Regions from separate parts of the Sus scrofa genome. Here region 2 is linked to region 1. The links are chromatin contacts, called in public Hi-C maps. All regions are on one chromosome and are shown on one strand. The core of a region is the stretch at or near the end of the contact, and the rest is flanking DNA. Distances in the headings are between cores, read along the strand shown. Region 1 has its middle 45 kb from the start of CCR3. Region 2 holds the start of CCR5 (chemokine (C-C motif) receptor 5).

Region 1 (5,711 bases), core at 2,533-5,032:
CACAGCTAATGGCAATGCCAGAACCTTAACCCGCTGAGCCAGGCCAGGGATTGAACCATGTCCTCATGGATACTAGTTGGGTTTGTAATCCGCTGAGCCACAAAGGGAACTCTGATTCTGCCTATTTTCAAAGGTAACCTTTTCTGCTAAGCAAGAACCTATGCCACGCCACTGTCCTCATGCCATCAGAAGAATGGCTGCCTCTTGCAATCTAGACTTTCTGACCTGAGGAAAGCCTCTCAGTTTTCAGACAGGACAAGATTCTTCCTGGCTTAGTTTGGGTCCTGAGGAACTGACCCCAACCCTCAGACTGTCCCCCTTACTTGCTAACCTCTCCTTCAGTTACAGCTGCAATGGAAAATGTGAACACTAGGGGGCCTTCCAATGCCAGAGACTCAGCCAACCCAGGGCAGTCACTCAAGAAAATAATGAAGCAGAGAAATACCCCCACATGCTGGGTGGGAGGTGAGGTTTTGATGATGCTATAGCAATAAAGGCAGGAATGACTGTATCTGATCTTGTCCAGCTAAGTTGCAAAACTCTAAGGGATACCATCTGCATCTCTATGAACTGTGCAACGCAGTGGCCACAAGAGGGAGGAACAGAGGTAGGCAACACGGTTTCACTTTGTTATGACCAGGGCTAATTGCTAGTTCCCTGGTGCAGGGCCTAGGTAAAGCTGGTAACAGTTCAAGGCCTATGAAATTCCACTATCTCCTCTTAAACCGAAATTCAAATCTTATTCCAGAGGGCCTGGCCCAAGCTCAAAGCAATGGGTAGGCTGAAACATGTGTGACTAGGAGACAAAAGCAAGGTGGCAGCACTTGTCTCCGTGGTACCCACCCTGATTCACCATACTGCTGCTTGAGGGGTGGAAGCAGACTAGACCTGCTTGAGCATGTGTGGGACCTTTAAAACCCCCACAAAGGCCCCCAAAGCTAGCAAGTGCAGCCAATTCATGCTCTGAAACCTGCTCATCAGAACGGCAACTTCTCTGGCCCAGGACAAGTGGGAAGGGACAGAGGGAGAGACGTTCTGCTCATCCTATGTTGTTCAATAGGATGCTATTCATCAATCAAACTCCAATTGGTCCTATTTACTCAACACCTATAATTGTCCTAGTCTTTATGCCAGGAGGTAAAGGGAATGGTGAAAGAAAAACATGGTTGCTGGCCTCAAGATTAAATACTCTGTCAAAATAAGGAGTGGGGGGTATACTCTGTCATCCCCACCTGGATCTACTCTCCCCACTGCTCTGCACCCGAGAAGCTGCCCCTTATGGACCACACCAGTCTTCTCCCTTGCTCTCTGGATTAGGGAGAATCCATGGGGAGCACCTGCAGGAAGTTAGATGAAGGGAGGAGAGTGAGGTCAAAGTGTCGATTCCCCCAGTCTCCTCCCTGCAGCAGCACTGGAGGCTGGTGACATCCCCCACAGCAGGGCCTATCTCTCAGCTCTGGACCTCGCCAGTTCCTCCTACCCCTTGGCACTTTGGACCTAGGCTGGTAGGAAATTCCACTGTTACTCAGCTCAGGGGGATGCATTCTCCCTCCACACTGCCATCACCTTTGTAAATGTTCCTTGACTAAACTCTCCTCAAACTGCCCAATCTGAGCATGTCATTTTCTGCTGGGATCTTGTGTGACATGAGGAGATAATATTTGGCACAGGAAAACAAGTTACAAGCTGCAATAAAAGAAAAAAATACATGGAAAGTGTCAAGTAGGTGTTCATGGAAAAATTCCTGAAGGAGGAGAGGCAAGGCTGGGTTCTAAGGACAGGAGCTATACCTCTGAGGAAAGCTGGGTTACACAAAGGAAGAGCTGAGACTGAATACACAGTGTTCAGGAAGTAGAGACTCATGGTCAGTGCGGACAGGGGAAAGCAGCAGATGATAAACAAGAGGTCTGGAAGCAAGGGCACTTTGCTGCCTGAATTAAGAAAGGTTTGGATGTACCCTGTTGCGGGGGGGGGGGGGGGGTAACACTGCTACAGATACAAACATGGGGTGGGGGATGCTTGGTTCATGATGATTCCTACAGTGGCCATTACCAGGCTCCTCCTAGGTTCCTCTTGACTTGTTTGATCCCACAGTGATGGATCCTGACCAACTGGAACTTGAAAATTCAAATGAAGACATACAAGGATGGGTAGAGCTGATTGATCCTGTGGCTGTGGCCTGGAGAGGGGCTCCCTGACCTCCCCCTGAGGCCCAGCAGTCCTTCCTTCCCCATTCTGGGAGCTGTCCAAACCATGCCTATACAGTCATTCTTGGAAGAAGGTGGGTTTAGAAATCAAGATTAACTGATGTGGAAATGAAATGCTAGAGAGCATGCTGTGGGCGTCAGAGGAGACACATATCCACGTCCCAGAATGGGAAAATGGAAGTCCGAGGGAAGAGGGGTGAAGTAATTAGTTAGGTTATTGCCTCACACTGGGTGCCCACTGAGGACAGAGCCTGGTCAGGGGGTGGGGGCAGGCAGCAGGAAGGTTTTGCTATTCACCAACCTAAAGAGGATGAGAAATGCCAGAACTAGAGGGTAGGATGACTGTTTCTGGAGGCACTGAGCAACTTGAAGCAAGGGGGAAAAAAAAACCACTCAAATACTGAGGTTTTCATCTTCACAGCAGAGTGAACCTTAAAGCTTTTCTATGACCATTTTGAAAAAAATGAAAATAAAACTCTTGTTACCTGAAGTTGCCAGGTTAAAACTATTGTAAGCTAATTCAGAGCCCAAACTGGCAGGTGTCTTAATCATAATGTGAGTTGAATTCACACATTTGCCAGAGAGCATGTATGAATGTTAAGGCACTAATTGAGACAGACCAAGAACCAGTGGGAATGAGACTATCTGGAAGTGTGCAGAGGACCTGGGAAACCCTGGCCCTCACTGCCCTCTGGCACACTGTCATCTACACCCTTCTTTCCTAAGGAGTCCGTTTTTCCTTAGCATGACAAAGTTAACAATTCACTCCATGTCTCATCCCTCAAGGTCGCTCACCTAATAAACAGGATTCAAATTCAACATGGCCCAGAAGATAAAATGCAAAATCAGGGTTTCTTTAATTCCTTAATTTCCATAAGGAGTTAAAGAAATTGTTTAATACATATTATAAAAAATCTAACTTTGGGTTTTGAGAGTGCTTAATGAAAGAGTGAGCAGAACAGAATTCTGAATTGGGCTGAATTTACTCATAGGGCACTCATCAGAAACACTGAACTCAATGGCTGAGGTTCTATGAGTTTGCTGATTGGTCTCATACAGACTTAGACCAAATGCTGGTTGATGGCAGGTGAGTGGGAAGGGCCAGGGATCCTTTGCAAGAACCCAAAGGATGATGGGGATGTTATTACCTCTATCACGTGGCTTCTGACCCATCTACCCCACCCTCTTTCTCTCTAGAGAGAAGATCCTTCTCTCTTTTGTCTTGGAGACAAGACTGGAGATGGAGGGTCATCTGGAATGGTGATGGGAGGGGCTGTAATTGAAATACAATCCTTGATCTCAGTGAGGTAGGGAGTATATTAAGTGTGGATGTTTTACCTGCCAGAAACAACACAGGTATAGCCATGATGGGAGACAAAAGGAAAAGGATAGAGCTGGGGCCCAAGGAGTAATCTGACTCTGAAACCTTTGACTGTGTTCATTCACCATGGAGATCCTGGGAATTAAATAATGTCTTACTCAAGAAAATCTCAGGACTGGCAAAAATCAGACCTGCCTCTGATTGCTCTAGTAAAGAATGTGGCCTCTGTCCAAATTCTCACAAGTGAGTCATTTCACAAAACCAGGGCCTCTTCAATGATAAAGAAACCACACATCTTTGAGGAAGAGCTTTAAACTACTGCCACTCATGAAAACCTTTGCCCCAGCTTTTTCCAAGTGGACCCAAAGCCAATTTTATTGGAATAATGCTAACTGGGAAAAAAATGGATGCCAGTTGTAAATTACACTACTTCTGAAAGATCCAAGGAATCATTTTATCACTGTGGACCAAAAAGGCCCTGAATCTACATGTGATTTTTTTCACCAGTCCTCAAGAGCAGTGCAGGAACAGATGTACTCAGCAAAGGGTGGGATTCCCACACTGGCTTTCAGACAGCAGAGAAAGGTTATTATGAGATGAAGGTCCAAGCGGAAGCCATTCCAGGTCTCTTGTCCTCCCAATCAAAAGCAGCACACTATCCCATGAGGAAAAGAGCAACTATCAGTGTCCAAAATTAGAAGAAAGATGCAGACATATCAATTCCTATGAGAGTACCTCCTTATAATTCTCCAGTTGATGAACATAAAAAACCAATGGGTCTTAGAGAAGAACAATTACAACTAGTAGAGTAGAATATTACAGCTAAATCAGATAGTACCTTTAACTGTGTGTGTTCTCCTTCTAAGTTTGGTTCCATTGCTGCAGCAAATCATTACAGTCCTGGTAATTAGCATGTAGGTATTCATCTAGACCAGGGGTTAGCAAATACTTCTGAAGGACAAGTTGCTGCATTGTGTTGGTTATCTATGGCTGCATAACAACTTAACCCCAAAGATAATGGCTTCAAACAACAGTACTTAGTACTTTACCATTTCCAGGTCGGGAATTTGGACAAGGCGCCATGGGAACAGCTTGTGTGGGCTCCATGGTATCTAGGTCCTCAATGTGAAGGCTCAAAGGCTGGAGCTGGAACAGTCCGAAGGTCCAGTCACTCTACGTCTGGCAGTTGGCGGCTCCCGTTGGCTTAGGGTCTAACGGGAACTGTTGGTCATGTGATCTCTCCACGTGACCTGGGTTTCCTCACAACATGGTGTCTGGATTCCAAGGGCAAACACCCCAGGAGAAAGAGGGCATGCGGAAGGTGTTCCCTCTTTCTAAACTGGCCTCGCAAGTTACGAAGTATCACTTTCAGCCCACATTCTAGGGCAGGATGATTAGACTTGAAGGGAAGTGTCTTAAAGAATGTGCAGATATATTTTCAAACTACCGCATATTCCTTATATTCCACTGATAAAGGGATAGCAACACCTGAGGGGTCTCCTGGATGATGGAGCAGCATACACCATATTGGTGTGCCTGTTCTACCCAATTACTGAGTAACCCTGAAAGCTTCCACTTTTGGGGTCCAAAGCAAGAGAAATTTCTAAAGATATCAGGAATATAAATCGAGTGGCTCTGTCCTGAAGTGTCATGCAGGGCAGTGCACAGAGCACATCAGGATGCTGGGTGGGGCCTGCACCCAGCCTTGATAGGAACATGAGAGCAATCCCAAGGAAAATGGAATAAGGCCAAGCTGCCATTCACAAGAAACAACTCCTGGATTGCTACTGGACTGCAGAGGAGACTGAGAGTTCAGCTATAGGACACTGGGTTACCATGACACTCAAGTTGTTTATTTTGAACTGACTGCCATCTGACCTACTTAGCCACAAAGTAGGGAGACCTATGAACACTGTACCTAAAGTGGAAGTTTTATATATATATTGTATACACACACACACACACACACACACACACAACATATATATAGAGAGAGAGGGAGGGAGAGATGGAGAGAGAGGGAGAGAGGAAGGATCTAATCCAAGAACGCTCTAAAGGAAGTACAGGCAGGTTGTTCACCCACAGCATTCCTAATCCCAACAACCTGCCCACTTTCTCTCAATCTGGACATGTGATCTCAGAGGAAGTCCCCTCTGAATGGCTGACTTAGATTGGAAACACTC
Region 2 (5,797 bases), core at 508-3,007, 86 kb after region 1:
GTTAGGTTTGTGGGGTGTTTTTTTTGTTTGTTTTTTGGGTTTTTTTATTTTTTGCCCATTTTACAGGTAAGCAAACTAAGGCCTGGAGAGTTTCAGTAACTTGTTCAAACCAAGTCATAATGAGTGAAGCTGGGGGTTCAATCCAGACGCCTGACTAGAGTCCAGTTCTCAATCGCTGCCTCTTGAGTCACACATCCAGGGATGACTGGAACATTTCCATCATGACTCACTGTCCCGACTGTGATTACAAGCTCCTGGCTTTTTCTGTGTGTTTCTGGCTTTCCCCAGCAGTCATGTCCCCCTCTTCTGTAAGCACCAGACATTAGCTTCTCCCTCTCAGCTTCCAGCTTGACGACACTAATCTGCTCCAGACAAGGACCCCAGGGAACCAATTTCATAAGAATTTTATATAATAAATCTAAGAAAGGACCAGTGAGTAACTAAGAATCTGTGTTTATCGAGTGTGTATTATATGCTAAATTCCAGGCAACAAACCCAGGTTGGAATCCTCCCAACAAACCCATGAGGTAACTATCAATGGTCACATCCCACAGATAAGAAAGCTGAGGGCAGCGCCGGGCTTGGAGCCCAGGCAATCTGACAGCAAGAGGCCACTTGCTCTATCCTGTGTTGGCAATATCCACAGGTCTGGGGTCCCCTCAGATCACAAGCCAGTGCTTCTTATTCTGTGGCAGAGGAAAGAGAAGCCCCCAGGGGGCGCTCTTGTGGCTCAGGGCTGGCTCTCTGCTAGGTTCTCAGTTCTGCAGTCAACAAACAGTCCCAAAGTTTTCAGATAAGTAACCAACCACGCCAAGAAAGCTTGGTATGACCGCATTTAGGACTGAAGAAGAATCCTGAACCGACCCTATTCATCTGCTGTTTGTTGCCTGTTTCATGTGGAAAAATTCTCACAGAAATTCCAGGTATCACAGCTGTGGCTGTAAAAAAAAAAAAAAAGAAAGAAATTCCAGAAAGACTGTACCCTTGGAGTGAGGAACTCTGCTGCCTATATCCCTGGGAGAGGACAGACACCCACAAATGCCTGCTGACCTGAAGGGCTGCAAAAATGGTGATTAGGAAGAGTGAAAATTCATAATGACATGCACCAGGATGCTTGATCCAGAGGAAGATGGGCCACATGATTAGCTCACAGGTGAGTTAAAACCCTGAAGCAACCAGTTATTTTAGTCTGCAGAGGAAAACAATACTGGGTGGTGAGTATATGCATGTGAGTTGTGGTAGCCAAGGGGGGATGGCAGGATGGCAGATAAAGGGGTGCACTGGATGAATGTGAGGTGTTCCCTTCACTTTAAAATTGGTTCTAACTGGCTCTCCTGGAAGACAAACAGTAAGGGAGTCAGCATCTCTCATCCCACTAGCCTCCCCCGATAAGCCCTGTGGTCTTATACACATCACCTGCCTCTTGGACAACAGTTCCTTTCAGTAAAACTAGGGCTCTTGACCAAATGGAAATGAATATTCATCTCACTCTAATATCTTTCCATTCTTTCTGTTTTCTAACTGACTGTGTCGCAGGATGAACTGAGAACCAAAAAGAAATTGTGTAATCAGGGAAACTCGTGAATAAACTTTCAGACCAGAGATTTTCTAGTCTATTTAAGGCTCTGCTTTTAAAAAAAAAAAAAAAAGGAGGGGGCTATTCTCTGATGGGTATTTTTGTGTGCTGCAACACACTTATTCGCTAAAACTCCGCCCCCCGTCTCAGAAGAAACTGTGCATTTCCTACTTTTATGCTGTCTATATGTTTGATTTGCACAGCTCAGCTGGTCAGAGGAGCTGAGACATCCGTTCCCCTTCAAGAATCTCTCCCGGTAAGTCACCTCTCAGCCACTCTGTCTATTACTTCGCTCGGTTTGTGTGATGAGTAAAGGCCTTTACAGGAAACCAGAGGAGACATTAGAGAAACACCAGGTGCCCATTGAACTATCTTAAAATGTAATCTTTAAGATAAGGAAAAAGTTAGAATTTAGAATGAGTTTCAGACTGTGATAACATCAAAAGATACAAAACATGATTATGAATGAAAGACTTTATAGGGAACAATGCTACCTAAAAACAAAAACAAAAACCCTCATTTTTCAGAAGAAAGATTTTCAGGGAGAGGATGATTCCCGGCCAAAACCTTGGGAAATTGTCTCCTGGTAAGAATGGTGAAGAGAACTAAAACCTCCTTCAGGGGATGCCCTCTGAACGTGTGCCCAAGATGATCTAAGTCTCATTCTTTCTTTCTTTTTTTTTTTTTTTTTGCCAAGAAGGAAGCCTGAAAATTGCCAAATTAGTATCAAATTACAAATATCAAATCAAGTTTTTCAGCACATTTCATGAGTGATTCTCTTTCTGGCTCAGAATTTGAATGTGAGATTTTTCCATGTGCTTCTCTCAGCCACCTAGTCTGAGGGACCGGGATCTCAGGACTCACCAGGATTAATCACAGAGAGTTCTCAGGCAAGCAGTGGAACTTCAAACAGACCAAGCCAATCAGTGGGTTGCGAAGGGACTGAGCTATCTATCCCAGGATGCAGGATGGGAGATGGAACGTTGGCCACTTGGCCGTTTCTGGGGTGTGTTTGGGAGCTCTCAATCATAGAAGAAACTTCAGAGAAACTGAGAATGGCAGCCTGGACTTTACAGCTAGCTGCTGGCTCCTATGACCGTCTCGAAGTCTTGGGCATCTGCCTGTTTCATTCTGACTACATCGAGGCGCCAGACTGATGGTCCCGCTTTTAGTTCTCTCACCAAGGAGTGAAAGACAGGGGACCACAGCGATGAAGAGTGCAGGCTGCCTGAGTTCAAAACCAGGTGTGGCCTCGCTATGTGTTTTTGCGGGGGCTACTCATCCTCTCTGTGCTCTGAGGGCCTTATTTGCAAAACAGGACAATAACATGACCTGCTTCGCTGGGTCACCTTGGGGATTCACTGAGTGAGTGGAAGTGAAGCTCAGAAAAGTGCTCGGCATGCAGAGTGCCCCGGGAACTGTTCATTCTTTCCAACACACGTGTGATAGTGCTCTGTGAAAGCCTACTCCAGGGAACGGCAACTTCAGAACAGACTGTAAAACAGTGTCAGATCCTGGACATTGTCATCACAGCTTCATTCACTCACGTGGTTGTGTAACAACCGATTTCATCTGCTGAGGTGACGTTCTCCACCCAGTGAGCAGAGAAGCTGGTGAGAAACCATCCCTTACTGTAAAAGTTCACTGTGTGACCCAAAAAGGGAACTTAGTAGAAATACATGTGTCAATTTTTAAAACCTTAGTTGTGTATGAGATGGTTTGCATTCGTGGTGGATCACTAAATACATTCTAGGACTTTGTAAATGGTCTCTTCTTTATTATAGGGTCTGGCAAAATGGATTATCAAACGACGAGTCCCTTCTATGACATTGATTATGGGATGTCAGAGCCCTGCCAAAAAACCAATGTGAGACAAATTGCAGCCCGGCTCCTGCCCCCACTCTACTCGTTGGTGTTCATCTTCGGGTTTGTGGGCAACTTGCTGGTTGTCCTCATCCTGATCAACTGCAAAAAGCTGAAGAGCATGACTGACATCTACCTGCTCAACCTGGCCATCTCGGACCTGCTGTTCCTCTTCACCATCCCGTTCTGGGCTCACTATGCTGCAGACCAGTGGGTCTTTGGAAATACAATGTGCCAATTTCTGACAGGGTTCTATTTCATAGGCTTCTTTTCTGGAATCTTCTTCATCATCCTCCTGACAATCGACAGGTACCTGGCTATCGTCCACGCTGTGTTCGCTTTAAAAGCCAGGACGGTCACCTTCGGGGTGGTGACGAGTGGGGTCACTTGGGTGGTAGCTATCTTTGCCTCCCTCCCAGGCATCATCTTTACCAAATCCCAAAAGGAGGGTTCTCGTTATACATGCAGCCCTCACTTTCCATCCAGTCAGTATCACTTCTGGAAGAATTTCCAAACATTAAAGATGGTCATCTTGGGGCTGGTCCTGCCACTGCTCGTCATGGTCGTCTGCTACTCGGGAATCCTCAAAACCCTGCTTCGGTGCCGCAATGAGAAGAAGAAGCACAAGGCTGTGAGGCTCATCTTCGCCATCATGATTGTCTACTTTCTCTTCTGGGCTCCCTACAACATCGTCCTTCTCCTGAGCACCTTCCAGGAATTCTTTGGCCTGAATAACTGCAGTGGGTCTAACAGGCTGGACCAAGCCATGCAGGTGACCGAGACCCTGGGGATGACACACTGCTGCATCAACCCCATCATCTACGCCTTCGTCGGGGAGAAGTTCCGAAGCTACCTCTTAGGGTTCTTCCGAAAGCACATCGTCAGACGCTTCTGCAAAGGCTGTCCAGTCTTCCAGGCAGAGGCTCCAGATCGAGTCAGCTCCGTTTACACACGGTCCACAGGGGAGCAGGAAATCTCTGTCGGCTTGTGACCTGGCTTGGTTTCTAGATGCAGACCACAGGTGGGAACAGTTCTTTTAAAGAGGAAATTACTGTCATAGAGGGTTTAAGTTTCATCTATCCGTTTGGCATCTGCTCCAAGTATATTATATATTTCAAGCCCACCAATTCCAGAAAGCCAAATCAAAACACACTGATGAAACAGCAACCTTCTTGCCTCCCTTCCACATACGTCAATTTATTGGCAAACTCTGCCTTCACTGCAGAAGCTCAATGTAACAAAAAATCCTCAGAGAGGTGCTAATTGCTGAGTTTGGTTACCTGAACAAGAATAACAAAAGGAATTGAGGAAAGTATTGTAGAGTTTATTATCTGTGTAGGGTAACATCCAGGTTGCAAATGTGTTTAAAATAGGCCCTTCTCTTGCCGTGGGAAGAAAAGACACGCCCATGATCAGTTAAGAAATGGCACCTTCCATGTGGGATCTCCCCTCTGAGGTGTGGTTAATAAGTTCTGCAGATGTTCATGCCACGGACGAAGCTTGGCTGTGGGCAGACGTACGGATGGCTGGGGGAGCAGAGGAAGGATGGGGCTAGACCACGAGGAACCTGGACAGCATTGCTCATCAAAGTCTGAGAGCAGAGCAGGGATTCCTGGCCGGTGCTGCAGAAGGCTCATTCCATGACCGAAGGATGACCTGGAAAGGTGAGCATGCAGGCAAGGAGACCAGCAACAATCTGAGGGAGGAGGCTCGACTTAGGTCGAGGCTGGGGGATGGGAAGGAGGGGTGCATCTTCACAGCTTTAGGATGAGAGTCGGCAGAACCTGGGGCAGATGTGGCTTGGTGTTGAGGGGCAGAGAGGAGTCAGAGAAAACGCCAAGGTTTCAGGCAAGCATTGGAGATGCCCTAAAAGAGACACTGACGTGGAAGGAGGAGGAGGTCTGGGTCACAACAGGAGTAGGTGGAAGAAGAAGGGTCCAGTTTTGTGAGCTGAACACAGCCCTAGGCAGGCAGACCCTGGGCTGAAGGTCACTGACTGCTCTTGCTCCCAGCTTGGATCATGAAGCAAGTCCAGGGGCCTTTGAAACACCAGTTTTAAGAATGCATGAGCCTGAGGCCCAGGAATACTTTCAGGGCAGAAATGAGGTCTAAGTGAGGACTGATTATATAGTTAACAAAAATCCAGAGCTCTGTAAGCACTGAGTAAAGAGGTCCCAGAGACCTGAGGGAAGCCTGACGGACGGGTCCCGCCTCCCCGGGCGCAGCACTATTCCGGATGCAACTATCAAAAGGCAAAGGGAAGAAGGACACACTCATTTGGAAACAGGCTGCCTCAGGCTTTATAAGCCACAAAACATAAAATTCACCAACCTCCGTGTTTCAGGCTGAGTGTGGGGT

The links. A called contact is a pair of places that touch in the nucleus more often than the background predicts.
Region 2: a Hi-C map of embryonic fibroblasts shows a contact between it and region 1, with 3 times the contacts expected there. The contact joins the promoter of CCR5 here to the enhancer-like site in region 1. A contact is called at or near these places in 4 of 5 promoter capture datasets (fetal liver, fetal skeletal muscle and liver), 32 of 47 Hi-C or Micro-C datasets (adipocytes, adipose tissue, alveolar macrophages and 17 more) and 2 of 2 datasets of contacts at active chromatin or transcription factors (alveolar macrophages and skeletal muscle).

What each region holds. Positions count from the first base shown.
Region 1 is chr13:29,293,764-29,299,474 of Sscrofa11.1, forward strand. No RefSeq gene overlaps it. Among named protein-coding and RNA genes, the nearest start is that of CCR3, 45 kb to the left of the region's middle. Within about 2 kb of position 3,783, at least 2 of the 83 cell types and tissues checked have an H3K27ac peak or open chromatin away from gene starts, as enhancers often do. A contact at or near this core is called in embryonic fibroblasts and omental adipose tissue, where this site is marked.
Region 2 is chr13:29,381,579-29,387,375 of Sscrofa11.1, forward strand. CCR5 (chemokine (C-C motif) receptor 5) reads left to right here and starts at 1,758. Exons shown (of 2, transcript NM_001001618.1): 1 at 1,758-1,832; 2 at 3,361-5,797. The coding sequence starts at 3,372. The coding sequence ends at 4,430.